5 separate regions of the Mus musculus genome follow, and all the other regions are linked to region 1. The links are chromatin contacts, called in public HiChIP or PLAC-seq and promoter capture Hi-C maps. All regions are on one chromosome and are shown on one strand. The core of a region is the stretch at or near the end of the contact, and the rest is flanking DNA. Distances in the headings are between cores, read along the strand shown.

Evidence for each region. Promoter capture Hi-C pulls out the DNA fragments that hold promoters and counts their contacts. HiChIP or PLAC-seq counts read pairs in DNA pulled down with a chosen protein or histone mark.
Region 2: a contact with region 1 is called in an H3K4me3 HiChIP or PLAC-seq map of the SCID.adh cell line, with 6 times the contacts expected there. The contact joins the promoter of Olfr525 here to the promoter of Psmd13 in region 1. A contact is called at or near these places in 2 of 39 promoter capture datasets (hippocampal neurons and stem cell-derived epiblast-like cells) and 1 of 115 datasets of contacts at active chromatin or transcription factors (the SCID.adh cell line).
Region 3: a contact with region 1 is called in a promoter capture Hi-C map of pre-B cells. The contact joins the promoter of Pidd1 here to the promoter of Psmd13 in region 1. A contact is called at or near these places in 4 of 39 promoter capture datasets (the C10 cell line, cranial neural crest, liver and 1 more), 4 of 484 Hi-C or Micro-C datasets (CD4 T cells, CD8 T cells, double positive thymocytes and 1 more), 2 of 115 datasets of contacts at active chromatin or transcription factors (astrocytes and bone marrow-derived macrophages) and 3 of 9 other capture datasets (adipose tissue, embryonic stem cells and pancreatic islet).
Region 4: a contact with region 1 is called in a promoter capture Hi-C map of pre-B cells, with 9 times the contacts expected there. The contact joins the promoter of Gatd1 here to the promoter of Psmd13 in region 1. A contact is called at or near these places in 9 of 39 promoter capture datasets (the C10 cell line, cranial neural crest, hippocampal neurons and 4 more), 2 of 484 Hi-C or Micro-C datasets (CD4 T cells and embryonic stem cells), 5 of 115 datasets of contacts at active chromatin or transcription factors (extraembryonic endoderm stem cells, large pre-B cells, microglia and 2 more) and 1 of 9 other capture datasets (liver).
Region 5: a contact with region 1 is called in an H3K4me3 HiChIP or PLAC-seq map of embryonic forebrain, with 9 times the contacts expected there. The contact joins the promoter of Adam8 here to the promoter of Psmd13 in region 1. A contact is called at or near these places in 11 of 39 promoter capture datasets (the 3T3-L1 cell line, 3T3-L1-derived adipocytes, the C10 cell line and 7 more), 1 of 484 Hi-C or Micro-C datasets (bone marrow-derived macrophages), 7 of 115 datasets of contacts at active chromatin or transcription factors (bone marrow-derived macrophages, embryonic forebrain, forebrain and 3 more) and 2 of 9 other capture datasets (embryonic stem cells and liver).

Annotation. Positions count from the first base shown.
Region 1 is chr7:140,880,992-140,883,691 of GRCm38.p6, forward strand. It overlaps Psmd13 (proteasome (prosome, macropain) 26S subunit, non-ATPase, 13), which reads left to right and starts at 1,403. Exons shown (of 13, transcript NM_011875.4): 1 at 1,403-1,575; 2 at 2,509-2,587. The coding sequence starts at 1,481. It overlaps Sirt3 (sirtuin 3), which reads right to left and starts at 878. Exons shown (of 7, transcript NM_001127351.1): 1 at 772-878.
Region 2 is chr7:140,321,280-140,323,979 of GRCm38.p6, forward strand. Olfr525 (olfactory receptor 525) reads left to right here and starts at 1,422. Exons shown (of 1, transcript NM_146956.1): 1 at 1,422-2,351. The coding sequence starts at 1,422. The coding sequence ends at 2,351.
Region 3 is chr7:141,442,582-141,445,281 of GRCm38.p6, forward strand. Pidd1 (p53 induced death domain protein 1) reads right to left here and starts at 1,444. Exons shown (of 16, transcript NM_022654.2): 1 at 1,388-1,444; 2 at 387-772. The coding sequence starts at 696.
Region 4 is chr7:141,412,766-141,415,465 of GRCm38.p6, forward strand. It overlaps Gatd1 (glutamine amidotransferase like class 1 domain containing 1), which reads right to left and starts at 1,360. Exons shown (of 8, transcript NM_172116.4): 1 at 1,237-1,360. The coding sequence starts at 1,300.
Region 5 is chr7:139,991,187-139,993,886 of GRCm38.p6, forward strand. Adam8 (a disintegrin and metallopeptidase domain 8) reads right to left here and starts at 1,376. Exons shown (of 24, transcript NM_001291066.2): 1 at 1,246-1,376; 2 at 160-260. The coding sequence starts at 1,285.

The sequences.
Region 1 (2,700 bases), core at 153-2,652:
GGCAAGGACTCTTTACTGGGAGTTCCACCGAGCTACCTTAAAGATAGCCAATAGACGTCTGCTGACTTTTTTTTTTTTTTTTGAATATGCAGTGTGATGATTTCTCTCTAACTTAATATACTCACTTATTTCAAACTGAAAATATCCCTATTATTGATCACTCTCAGGACTCTATGAGACATGTTACTATTTTGCAGACAGTATGACTGTTGGTAAAAATTTTTAGTTTCACAACCTTTATGGGGGACAATTAAAACACAAGTAACAGCTGGATGTGGTGGCATGTGACTGTAGTCTCCGACGCTTGGAGGGAGGTGGAAGCAAGGTGGATCCGGAGTTCAAGGTCATCCTCCTTCACACAGCCAGCTGAAGGCCAGTTTGAACAAGAGACCAGTCTCAAAATAATACAAACCACGTAACCTTACCCAAGGCTGTCTACTGAGAATTTGTGGTCCAAATGGGGTGCAAACACGTTTATTTATCACGTTATTTGTAATAATTCAAGATTAGAAAGTATTCAATAAGGAAATGGTGATATAAATTATAAGACATCCATACAACGAACTTCTATAAAATATTTCAAAGACTGTGCTGCAATAGTTACATAGAAAAACACCTTTAAGGAGAAGGTAGTGATGGCCGGTCAGCAAAACCTTGTAGAAGGGCGCGCCTGCCGGGTCCTTACTCCCACAATTGCTTCCAGCTACCCGCCCCTAAAACGCCGCTGATAGCCTATCTGCGAGATCCCGTGTCTCCCCTGCCGTGGCTCACCTCCCGGACCCCACAGTCTGAGCGCGGCCAATGCCAGTCGACCGCTTAGCGCCATGATGCTCTGCAGGACGACGGCGCCTAGAGGGTCAAGCGCCATCCGAATCCCCGCCCCCGTGAGCCAAGCCCCGCCCTCTCGGCACTCTTACTCCCGCCCCCCCTCTGGCCAAGTGCCGCCCTCCGGCGCCTTCCCTCGGCCGAGCCCAGCCCAGCCCCCGCACGATAACCCGAAGTGTGGAAGGCTGTGTTTATGCCTGGTGCTGGCAGCTTCTCCCTCTGTGGGACTCTGACTTATTGGTTGGGAAGCCAAACCGGGAGATTTCATCGTTTTACGCCGCTCTCGACCTCCTTGAGTAGGCGGGTGATAACTAATGCTCTCTGAGCGATTTGCATCACACCTAGTCCTCGCCAAACGCCATCCGGTTTCAGAGGACCCAAGTCTGCAGGCTTGAGGCTACGTGACCAGTCAGTGGCTAGCTGTCCCCAGGCACCTCTACTCTTTAATGCCTCAAGGGCAGGGCCAGAAACCCGGGAGAAGTTTAGCGGAAGTCAAGAACGCGGTTACCTTGACGACCGCAACCCGTGAGGCTAGTGGGACGCTCCCAGCATGCCCCGCGCGCCCGCGGTGCCGGAAGTGAGCGAGCACTTCCGTGCGCCATCCCTGCCGGTTCTGACTGCTTAGTGCTTGTGTTGTTCCCAGCTCTCTGCAATCATGAAGGATGTGCCGGCCTTCTTACAGCAGAGTCAGAGCTCCGGGCCGGGCCAGGCTGCCGTTTGGCACCGTTTGGAAGAGCTGTACACGAAGAAGTGAGCTCCGAGGCTGGGGCGGGAGGGAGAGGACTGTGGGAGGGCCAGGGGCTCTGATCAGTCCGGAGGGTCAGGGATGTGGAGGAAAGGGGTCGAGATAGCCTTAGGAGCAGAGCTGTTAACAGGGTTCTGTATCTAGACTCCCTGCGTTCCAGCCTTACCAGCTTTGATAAGAACAATTACGAATTGCTGACTTTGATATAAGAATTTGCCTATGAAAAAACACCTCTTCCTCAGAACCTTTCCACATGACAATGTCCAGCAGTTAAAACTCTTAGTGATTTCAAGAGAAATTTTTCAGTGTTTAGTATGTACCTGCCTATATATGGTGTAACATTTTGTGTTTTTCAAAACACTTTTATCTCTATTATTAAATATTATCCTTTAGTCTTGGTATGAAGTATGCTATTTCGGTGTCCTAAAGGTTCATATATTGGCTTTTTTAAAGTATTGGCTTATTTCATCCTTCCTATTGACAGATAAGATTGAATATCAGTTTTCTATTCTGTGAGGTATTCAGCTAATAAGTAAGAGAGAATGGAGTTCAAAATATAGCTGTAGAATTCTAAAGTCACAACCAATGCCTTCAAGGCTGAAGGCATCCGTTTCTTCACATTAGGATGTGGGGCTGAGGGCTTTTTGTTTTGTAGGTTGTGGCATTGGAATTCCAGTTGACACTCAGAGTGGGAGTTGACGCTGTCTCAAAAAGTGTTCTCCAGTGTTACCTAAGAAAACTGAGTCTTGAAAGGATAAGTGACTAGGGGGTGCAAGCAAAGTCAGTCCAGAAATAGGCTTGAATTGGCTGGCGCTTGCTTTAACTCCTGGCTGTGCAGTGGGACCTGGGAAATACTTGGTGTTTGATGGGACCGTCAAGGCTGAAGGCATCCTTTTCTTCACATTAGGATGTGGGACTGAGGGCTTTTTGTTTTGTAGGTTGTGGCATCAGCTGACACTTGAGGTGCTTGATTTTGTGCAGGACCCATGCTTTGCCCAAGGAGATGGTCTCATTAAGGTAATGACTTACCAGACAGCTCAGACGATGTTGAATATAATTACAAACTATTATTATTCATTTTTATTTACTTTTAACGTGTGTGCGCCCAAGGATGCCAGAAGAGATCTCCT
Region 2 (2,700 bases), core at 172-2,671, 560 kb before region 1:
GTGGCTTGGCTCTGAGGCAGATTTGGGTCTCTAAAGAGGCATGGTGGTTTCCTGTGGATCTGGTACAGAGTTCAGAACTCAGAGCCACCTGTGGCCTGAATAGTTAGAAGCAGACAGTTACTAGGGTTGAGATGTAGACAGAGGGAATTTGGGGGGTTCAGTTGAGAGGCCCTGCCTTCTGTATGAGGCCCCTGGGATCTGCAGGGAAGGCTCACAGATAAATCTTTCCTTTTGTGGGCACAAGTATGGGTCTTGAAGTTTCTATGGGTAGCTTAGCTCTTCAATAGGAGGGGTTGGGGAATCATAGGCTCAGGTCCTTCTCTTAAGTTCACCCTGTAGGAGAAAGACCTTGATCTGTGCAATCACAGGGGGAAAGTGTCTTCCTTGTTCAGCACATACCCTTTGTGACTTCTTTGTTTTCACATACCCTTTGTGACTTCTTTGTTTTCATGTAGCCAACATCCCACTCATGGAGTCTCCAGGATGGGTGTGGGCCTGCTCATTCCCATCAGATAGTAGAAAGGGGCAGAGCTCTTTCTCTGCATGCTGATCAGTTCCTATTCTTCTCTACCTGAGAGGCCCATATGCTTGGAGAGTCCTGGATGATTAGAGATATATGTGTATAAGGTGAGGGGAAGATAGACTTGAAGCTGGGTAGGAGTGATAGCCTAGAAATTGGGGGCTGGCGTGAAGCCAGGTCCATGCCTTTCATGTTGTTTCCAGTCCTGGCACAGCCTGATACCTTCTCTGGCAGGCACAAGCCTTCCCAGGGTAGTGAGTGATACCTGTTGTCCTCGCTGGGTTTGTCATCCTCAAGGGAGTGATTTAGAGTGGCCACGTAGAAATAGACAGTTCTGGTATTTACAAAAGGGTTATATTCATTCCCCAAGAGCCAGGGCCATCTGTACCACCTACATGCCATTCTGTAACAGCTTCGTGTTCTGAATCTATCACGACCCCAAAACATACATCCTGGAACTGTTTTTATGCCTGCCTCTGAGAACCCTGGCCCACTCCTTGATAAGGTTGGTCTTCTCTAGGTTCAAAAGGTCTATGCTGTGGAACAGACTGCCCCTTAGTATGCCTTAGCTGCCTGGTGTACATGCTGAAAGGAGCTCCAGTTCTCAGAGTATCATAGGGCATGATCTATGTTAAATCAAACAGAAGCTGTAGATGGATATTGCCCATCACAGGCAGGGGTTCCTTCTGTTCTGGGTCTACTGTGTACAGAGTGGAGAGTTCATGCTCACACTGTCACACTGTGTTGAGAGATGATGTTATCAATTCTACAGAAACAGAGCATTGAGAAGCACTCCTACTCACGGCTGTCTGAACCCAGTGTGAAATGATGGCTGCCTCACACCTGGTGTCTCCTTGACCATCCCATCTGTGTCACAGTAACTCCCAGGACTCACTCTCAAATGGAAATAAACAATTACACAACTGTGGTGGAGTTTGTCCTGCAGGGACTCTCTGAGGACCCTGGGCTCCAGGCTCTCTTCTTGGCCTTTTTCTTGCTTCTTTACATCCTGGCTCTTGCAGGAAACACCCTCATCATCATAGCCATCAGCCTCAACTCAAGCCTTCACACCCCCATGTACTTCTTCCTTGCAAACCTGGCCCTGTTGGACATCGTCTGTACATCCACTGTTCTTCCCAAGCTGCTGGAGGGTTTGGTGGGTAAGAGCAGCCACATTTCTTATAAGGGATGCATGACCCAACTCTTTTTCCTGACCTGGTTTCTAGGGGCTGAGCTGCTGCTGCTCACTGCCATGGCCTATGACCGCTATGTGGCCATCTGTCGCCCACTGCACTACAGCATGCTGATGAGCTGGCCCATCTGTGTCCTGCTCGCCGGCAGTGTGTGGGTCATCAGTGCAGCCAGCACATCTGTGCACACTGGCTTGATGGCACGACTCAATTTCTGTGGCCCCAACCAAATTCGTCACTTTTTATGTGAAGTCCCAACACTGCTGCTTCTGTCTTGCAGCCCAACCACCCTCAACAACATCATGATTGTCATTGCAGATGTTTATTTTGGTGTGGTCAACTTTCTGTTGACTATGATATCCTATAGCTTCATCATCACCAGCATCCTGCGCATCCGCTCCACAGAGGGCAAGAAGCGAGCCTTCTCTACCTGCTCTGCCCACCTGGTGGTGGTTGTCCTGTACTACTCCACCGTCATCTACACCTATTTGCAGCCTGGCTCCGGATCCTCCTTGGAGAATGGCAAAGTAGTTGCTTTATTGTACACAGCAGTCAGCCCTACCCTGAACCCCGCCATTTATTCTCTAAGGAACAAGGATGTCAAAGTTGCCCTCAAAAAGTTATTTCCCTGTTTCCAATGAGGAGGCAGAAGGCAACAAATGTGACTTGATCAAGCTGTTGATGAACTATTTGGGATGTGTGACTGAGAATCTGATGTCCTGTCAGAGAACAGATAGGTAATTCATATGGATGTACATCTTCTGTGCTCTCATTGGAGGAGCCACTGGCCATTTTCTTTTGGAAGTGAGGACATCCAGGTTTGGGGTAGGCTGTGTGTTTATATCCTGGGTAGCTATCTCTTACGTAGAGCTTTTTGGTATCATGCATTGGAGAAAATCACCCAGACCCGGATATTGGACTAAGTCCTCTTAGTTTGGACTTGAGAAGTGTGTCTGGTGGCACCATGGTCCTTACACCTCTGAGAGGAGA
Region 3 (2,700 bases), core at 194-2,693, 560 kb after region 1:
AGCTATAGCCCTCAAGAGTTGGAGTCTCCCCCATTCAGCGCTGTCAGAGAAAGCCTCCCTTTTAAGCCAGCCAGAGGGACAAAGAAGACACCAGCTCGTAGAAGCTGACAGCATCACCCCAGGAAAACTGGGATCTACAGAGACCCGGCTGGGCACATTCAGGGTTCTAGGCTCAGGAGACAGAGCCCAGCGAGCCTCACTTTGGGGGAGGAAGGTGATAGGGCTAAGGACAAGGGACAGTTGTGGGGTAGGGGTTCACACCTGATGTGCGGGGAGAAGAGAGGTTTGGAGTTAGGGCTGGGACAAGGATGGCCTTTGTGTCCAAGAAGTAGAGTCAAAGCTGGACAGAGATGAGGACAGGGTCAGGAAGGAGCAAGGGTACTCACCTTTGAGGACCAGGGAGCGAAGGCGCAGCAGACTCCACGGAACCTTGGCTAGGGTGTCATCCAGCAGCTGAGGGTCCTCATGGGTGCTGAGCCGCAAAAACTCCACTTGCAGCAGCTGTGGGGGCTGCTGGGAACACAGGTACTGTAGCCGATGGCAGCCCCCTGGGCGTAGGTCCAAGTTCAACTGGTTCCCAGCCGGGAGAAAAGGTGCTCCAGGCCCGGCATCCACAGCCTCCAAGGTGGATGTTGCAGCATCCTCTGCAGCAGCTGCAGTTTCCTCCGGCTCCTGCCCCTCCAACACTGCAGCCATCACCCATGGAAGGTCCTCGGGGACCAGACATGTCCCAGCTTGCCAAGCAAGCCTGCTTAGGCAAGGCTGATAGAAGCTGGAGAAGCAGGGGGAGGAGTAGGCTGTAGGGGACCAGCTCCCCCTCCAGGTCAGAGCAACAATAACTCAGCTTGGAAACCCGGGAGCTCTTGAGACCACCAGCCCAAGAACCCTGGGCACAAGGGGTAGTGAGTGGAGTGGTCACTGCAGCCCTACGGCTTGCATCTGTGCTGGATCCTTCTGCCTGGGAGGGGCACCAGGCAGGGCGACTCTGAACAGCATAGCTTGGAGAACTCTGCTTAGATCAAGGACAAGGAGAGGGTTTCCACCTCAATTCTGGAATCTGCCCAAGTGATCCCTGATCCCTACAGGGCTCTGGAAATAAGGACACACTTTCTATCTTCACACCCAAATGCATGGGGAGAACCCAGAACCTTCTTCCACTGCAGACGTTCACTGTGCCCGAGAGGGTCAGTAAACAGTGCGAAGGGGAGCCAAGAGGACTTTGGGGTTCTTGTGCTAGGGTCCCATATCGCGGTCCCTAGTAGACACTCTTGAGCCACAATTCCCAATTCACACCTCCGTCAAATGGGGAAAGCAGAGGGGGTCTCGGTAGGTGAGGAATCGCTTTGGTCCCGCCTCTGGAGCAAACTTCCCGCCTCCCATTGAGTACCTGCCACGCTGATCTCCCCGCCAGTCTAGGCGCGCTCTGTGCTGCCTTCCCGCCGGCGCGCTTCCGGGCGGGCCACCCGTCGGGCTCCGCCCCTCCGGGCTAGCCAGTAGGAATTCTCCGAGGTTCTTATGGCTCCTTCCTTTTCTGTTGTTCGCACTAAGGGAAGCCGGTGACCCGCAGGAAAACTTACACTTTCAGATCTCTGCAACCCCAGACCTGTGGTGGCACTGCATAGTCTGGGTCTCAAGTGCATTCTAAGACAGGAATTTTGGGTTAACAGAGTATTGTCACACTCCTTGCTAGAAGCTAGAACCTTGAATGCTGGCTTCCTGGGGGGAACCGCTCTAGGAAAGTAGTTCTCAGTCTGTAGGTCGCGACCCCTTTGACAAACTTATATCTCCAAAAGATATTTACACTGTGATTCATAACTAGCAAAATTACAGTGATGAAGTAGCAGGAATAATTTCATGGTTGGGGTCACCACATCATGGGAACTGTCAAAGCATTAGGAAGGTTGAGACTCAGAGTCTCCAGGACTTCCATCTCAGGCTTTGCAGTGAAGTCCAGCTTATTGGAGCTAACCATTGATCATTACTGTGGGCCAACTCCCTACCTAGGCAGTGAGTTGCCTGGCTTTTCCTCCCTGACTTAGGTGGGTCTCAACACAAACAAACTTGAGATAGAAGTTCTTGCCTGCTGGGCGTGGTGGGCACTTCTTTAATCCCAGCACTCGGGAGTTCGAGGCCAGCCTGGTCTACAAAGTGAGTTCCAGAACAACCAGGGCTATACAGAGAAACCCTGTCTAGAAAAACCAAAAAAGAACTTGCCTAAGTCCTTTAGTTGATTAATATTGAAGCCAACACCCAGAATCCTCAGTGGAGCTGGTGGACTGGAAATGACCAAGTGACTGTTCTACAGTCTAAGTGATGGGCAAGCTTCCTGCAAGGCCTCTCTGCTTCCATTCTAGCACCTGCCTCTTTCTCACTGTTTCCATAAAGGTGCCAGATGGTGCTTTATAAAAACCAGCCCCAGGGGCTTAGTCTAATTGTGCTCACCTCAAGTGCAGTGCCTTTCTGAGATGGGAGAACTGCTGCCCCGGGCTGCACAGCAAGACCTGTCTCAAAAGCAATCATCCTAGGAATATTCCTTAAGTTTATATTAATGAGCATGGTGGTATTTGCCTTTAATCTGCAAATGAGCTCTTCACCATTGAGCCATCTCTCCAGCTATTTTGGGTATTATTTTACAGTTAAAAAAAAAAAAATCACAGCCGGGCAGTGATGGCACACACCTTTAATCCCAGCACTTGGGAG
Region 4 (2,700 bases), core at 110-2,609, 530 kb after region 1:
TATGAGTACACACTGAAGCTGTACAGATGGTTGTGAGCCTTCATCTGGTTGTTGAGAATTGAATTTAGGACCTCTGCTCACTCCAGTCCAAAGGTTTATTTGTTATTATAAATAAGTACATTGTAGCTGTCTTCAGACCAAATGGTTGCTCTCTCCCATCCTGGTCTTAAGACACCCTGTGGGTCTTAAGACACTCCAGAAGAGGGAGTCAGATCTTGTTAAGGATGGTTGTGAGGTTGTTGGGATTTGAACTCAGGACCTTCGGAAGAGCAGTCAGTGTTCTTATCCGCTGAGCCTTCTCACCAGCCCCCTAGCATTTTTTTAAAGACAGCATCTCATGTAGCCATTGCCCTCTCTATCCTCCTGCCTCCAACTCTGACACTAGGCTTTTGGCTTGTGGATTTTGTTTTGGTTAATATTTTGAGTCAGACCTCACTGTGTACTCCTGCTAGCCTGGAACTTGCTATATAAGTTCCAGACGGGCTCAAACTCCTGGAGATCCATCTGCCTCTGCCTCCTGAGTGCTGGGATTAAAGATAATTTTTAGCTTCTCAATCCCTCACTTTCCGACTCTCAAGGAAGGCCTACCTAGGAGCTGCTGTAGATTCTCTTTTACCTCTATTCCAGGGAGGAGCAGCACCCTCAGGCCCCTCCCACCCTCACCTGGGACGCTTCAGTGTGGAACCCAGAAATTCATCAGTCCAAGATCCCGACGTACCCTCGCGCTCACACCCACTTGCAGAGGTCTATAGGAATCCAGAGGGAAACCCCGGGCCGCAGCCCTGGGCTCCACCTCCCCACAGAGACTATCTCGGGCCAGTCGGTTCCCTAAGGACCCGTGAAGTAATCATCTGCCCAGCGCCCCTGACACACACCGGGCAGTTGGAACATGAAGCCAACAGACCCCTTCTGCGTGAGGGTCCCTTTTATGCAGCTCTTTCGAGCAACCTCTTTCAGGATCGCTTCCTGGAGGTGCACGAAGATAAACCCAAGATAGGGGGTAACAGAGAGGCAGAAAACACGGGCAGAGAGAGTACCAAGCCCCTGCGGCTCACTCGGGGGCAGGGTCATCTCTGCAGCCGCTGACCGTCCCTGTCTGCCAGCGCAGACAACATAGTAGGCCTGCGCCAGAGAAACAGATGCAGGGTCCCAGAATCTCAACTCCACAAACACAAACGTTTGCCCAGAGTCAGGACTGCAGGCCAGTGAGCTACACAGCTGCCCTGCGCGCCTCACCTTCGGAAGCGCCGCTGGCCACCAGGAGACACGCAGGCCTGCTTGGCAGCCGCTCGGACGCCATGGCTACAGCCCAGGCGGATATTTGTGCGAGGGATGGGGCGGGGCGGGGCTCGCCTGCAGAGAGCGGAATGCGCATGCGTGAGGCACGAAGGGCGGGGCTCGCCGGCAGGGTGCAAGGTGGGGTGGGAGAAACAACGCGGAAATTGAGTGAAGATGGGGGCAGTTTGCGCATGCGCATGGGGTAGTGGTTGAGTGGCAAGCATGCGAGGGGCGGGGACTGAGCGGGGGCGGAGCGGGGCGGAGCGGGGCGGGGGTTGGAGGCGGAGGCGGGGGAGGATACGCCCTGGGTCCCTGAGTGGTCGTTTCCTGATTGGAAGCCACCGGTACAGACTTGTGGCCCTAGGGCACATCAATTAAACCCAGTGGGCCGGGTAGATGTTTCCGAGTCCGAGTCTACCACAGAGCTACTACGCCTTGGGCCTTTGCCCGAAAGTTGAGCCTGGCTAAGTGTGTCAGGGAGCGATGACCGGTCGGGCGGACAGGGTGAGGGGCACAGAGTTGGGTCGTATGTGGGCGGGTCTTCCTCTGCCGGTTTGTGAAGATCCAGAAGATACCTGGGTCGGTTGAGTTTTGTATGTTCCTATAGAGGATGGAATGTCACTTCCTGAGCTGTGGACGCCTCTGGAGGTTCTGTTGAGTTTCCTGAGGAAAAGACCAGATTGGGGAGGCCAACCTGTATCTAAAGCGATTTACTTCTGTGGGACTCCTGCTGGGGCTTAGGAAAAGGAACCTGGAGCCCAGGATTGTGTGTTGTCTGAGTGGCGACTTTTGAAGATTCACAAGCCACAAGCTTGACTAGCCATCCTTATTAAATCCCCATCTATTGACATGAAACCCTGAAATTGAAGGGGTCAGATTGGCTAGTGTCCACATACTCACACAGTTCCACCTTTGTGCTGCCTCCAGAGTAACATTAAGGCACCAGAAGTGGCAGAGCCAGCAGTAAGCTTGAGTCTTGTGGAGAAAAGTATTTATATTGAATTCAACGCCCAGGTATTAGATATAATTTTGTAAAGAGACTACCATTCCAGGGAAATGTATAGACAGGGCAAATTTTACCCTTGAGGAAGAGTGTGCTGGAGAAAATGGTGAACAGCACCCCAAGACAGGAAGAGCATTTGATTTTGTTTTAACTCAGGTGGTGGCTGTTTCTTTTGCCCACTGACTGGAGTCCGACCTCACAATCTTATTAACTAGTCGGGAAAGACTCAACATACAAGAAATGGAGGAGGGGAAAGCAGTCCCTGACTGAAGGAGAATCACTGTTCCAGGCTAGTATAGAGAAATACACCTTTGGGTAAACAAAGCTTTTACTAGGTGGAAAGGATTAAACATTTGCATAAAAGTCTTACAAGGTGAAGGAGATAAAAATATTTGGATTCTTCATTCTTTTTTTTTTTT
Region 5 (2,700 bases), core at 126-2,625, 890 kb before region 1:
GCAGCAGAAGGCAGGAGGAAGTGGTAAACACAGGAGGACCATCGCCATGCCCAGAAGCACAGACAGGTTGAAGTTCTGGAGCTGCGCAGGGCAGCCTCCAGAGACTGCCGGTCCTTTTAAAGACACAGGTTGTGTGGCCAGGCTAATGGGTAGACTTACCCAGTGGGAGGGCAGGGCTCTGCGGGAGCGGGATGCAGCTAGGCGCCGAGGCCAAACCACTTCATACTGTTTCACATGGGGCAAAGGAGGTCCAGGGGCTACTGCTTCAGGAGAAAGGGGGGTCAGAGGTCCAGCAGTGTCTAGCCAGAGTTAGCTCTTTTATCTGGGTATTCACCACAAGGCTCAGTGCCAGCAATGGGATCTGACCCCATGGCCCAGATAAGAGCTTTGTGCCTAAACCACCAGCTCCATCACACCAGAGTCAAGCTGTCTGAGCCCAGCACACCTGGGCACAGTGCCCCCAGAAGAACCTCATCCACTCACCCCACCCTTCCCCAGTGCCTGTTTGAACCTACACAGGCAGAACACATGTAGGCCCTATGGTCTGCCTGCCAGACATCTAGAGTTGACCTTAGCTACATGATCGTAGCTAACTGATGAACACACACCCTCCCTCAGGCTTTTCTCTCCCACCGGAAAACTTCCTGCTCAACAACTGATGGGGGACTGGTTTAGAGAGCACCTATCTGTAGGCAGGTCCAGTTTTAGAGACCACCTGCTGATCTCTTGCATAGGCAAGGGGCACAGCCACTTAACCCCAGGGTTGAGAGGTAAGAGAAGAGACCACTCCAGCCAGGGTCCTCCCAGGACAGGAAAACCAAGCCTCCCAGTGGGAGGCAGGATCCCATGCTGCTAGAGAACTGGGACCATCGTGCCTCTAGCTTCTGTCCCCGCCTAGCTAGAGTTATGCATCCCCCAGGATCCCAAAGGTGAACCTTGCTGCCTGGGACTCCTACAGCAGCAAGGGAAGCTGTCCTGTAAGTGCCACGCCTAGTGATGTCACTACTGTTCCTGTAACTAGCTCAATGAAAAAAGAAAAATCCCAGGAAACAATTTCTCTCACATTTCACTTTTGAAAAAAAAAAAAAATCTCAATTCTGACTTTTTCTGTTCCTACCTACTTTCTCCATACCCAGGGACCAGACCAACTCCAGGGAGGCAAGGTGAGCTGATCATGGTACATGGCCACTAGGCACACCACCAAGCAATGAATAGGCTCCTTGAAATCAAGTAGTCATCACTCACCTGGTGTCCATAAGACGCTGAGCAGCCAGAGGCCAAGCATGATGGGATCTGGAGCACACTAACCCTAGAGGTTCCACAAAGTACTCTCTTCATCACTGGCCTGGTACTTCTTTCTGAGTGCCCTTCCCACTGATCGGAACTGGCCAATCACTGGACCGCGGGGCGGAGCAAGGCGGGGCAAGAAGTACACACCTCTATACCAACACCCAGTTGGCAGCAACCAGCCTCCAGGGCAGTCTGGAGTTACAGAGGCCCCTCCGAAGTAACTTCTAGGTAGCTCCTATTGATCTCCCATGATTTTGGACAAAATTCATGGGAGATGGAGATGGTAAACAGACCAATTTGAGCAACTCTGCAGTTCTACAAGCTCCCAGTCCTGGTGGGGAGATTGTGGGATTGCCTCCCATGGCAGAGCTTTGGGAGTGCTAACTGGGTGGAGTCTAGCTGGAGGAAGATGACTTTTGGAGGGGAAGTGACTTATGAGCCTGAAATTTCAGAAGGGGACCCTTTGACTTTCTGGGCACTTGAAAGATGCAGACAGGGGCAAGAAAGGCAGTGTGGGCCCAGGACCAACTTGTGGGAGCTGACATTCCCAAAGCTCCTGCCCGGCTCCACGAGGCTTCTGAGGCCTCACTGGAGAGGCATATGCAGGGAGGAACCTGACTGATCCTTTTTTTTTTTTTTAAGATTTATTTATTTATTATATGTAAGTACACTGTTGCTGTCTTCAGACACTCCAGAAGACAGCATCAGATCTCATTACAGATGGTTGTGAGCCACCATGTGGTTGCTGGGATTTGAACTTGGGACCTTCGGAAGAGCAGTCGGCGTGCTTAACCACTGAGCCATCTCGCCAGCCCCCTGACTGATCCTTTGAGGTCCTACCTAACCTGTTAGGGGGTCCCGAGGCACCAGGCTCCTTTCCTGGATTCTGTCTTTCATGTCCTCAGGGTAGAGCTGACTCAGAGCCAGAGCTCTCAGCACCCCTACCATGGCCTGGCTTCCAGCTTCTCCAGGTGGGTCTGTTACTGTGGGAACCCAGGGCACTTGGGAATGTAGTCACGCCTGTTTATTATTTGTGGCACTGTTCGCTATACATCCTTGTGGGCACAGCTGTGGTCAGACCTCACAGACTTTACAGTTCTACCCCACAAGGGATAAGTAACCCAAGAGGAAAGGGAGACACCCAAACTACCAACAGAGCCTGACAGCTCGACCATAATGGGAAACTACAGGGTTGGGTTGGAGTCTTAGATCGTACCTAAGAATTTAAGCTGGGGCACACATGCTACTGTCACTCTTCTACCCTTGTGGATAAGGTCAGAAATGTAGCAATGGCTTAGGAATCTCAGCAGCAACCCGCTGCCTGAGGCATCAGCACAGTGTTCACTGCGAGGCTGTAATAGGTAGGCAGCAGCCAGAGCTCTCGGGTAAGGCTGACTTCCACATACACAG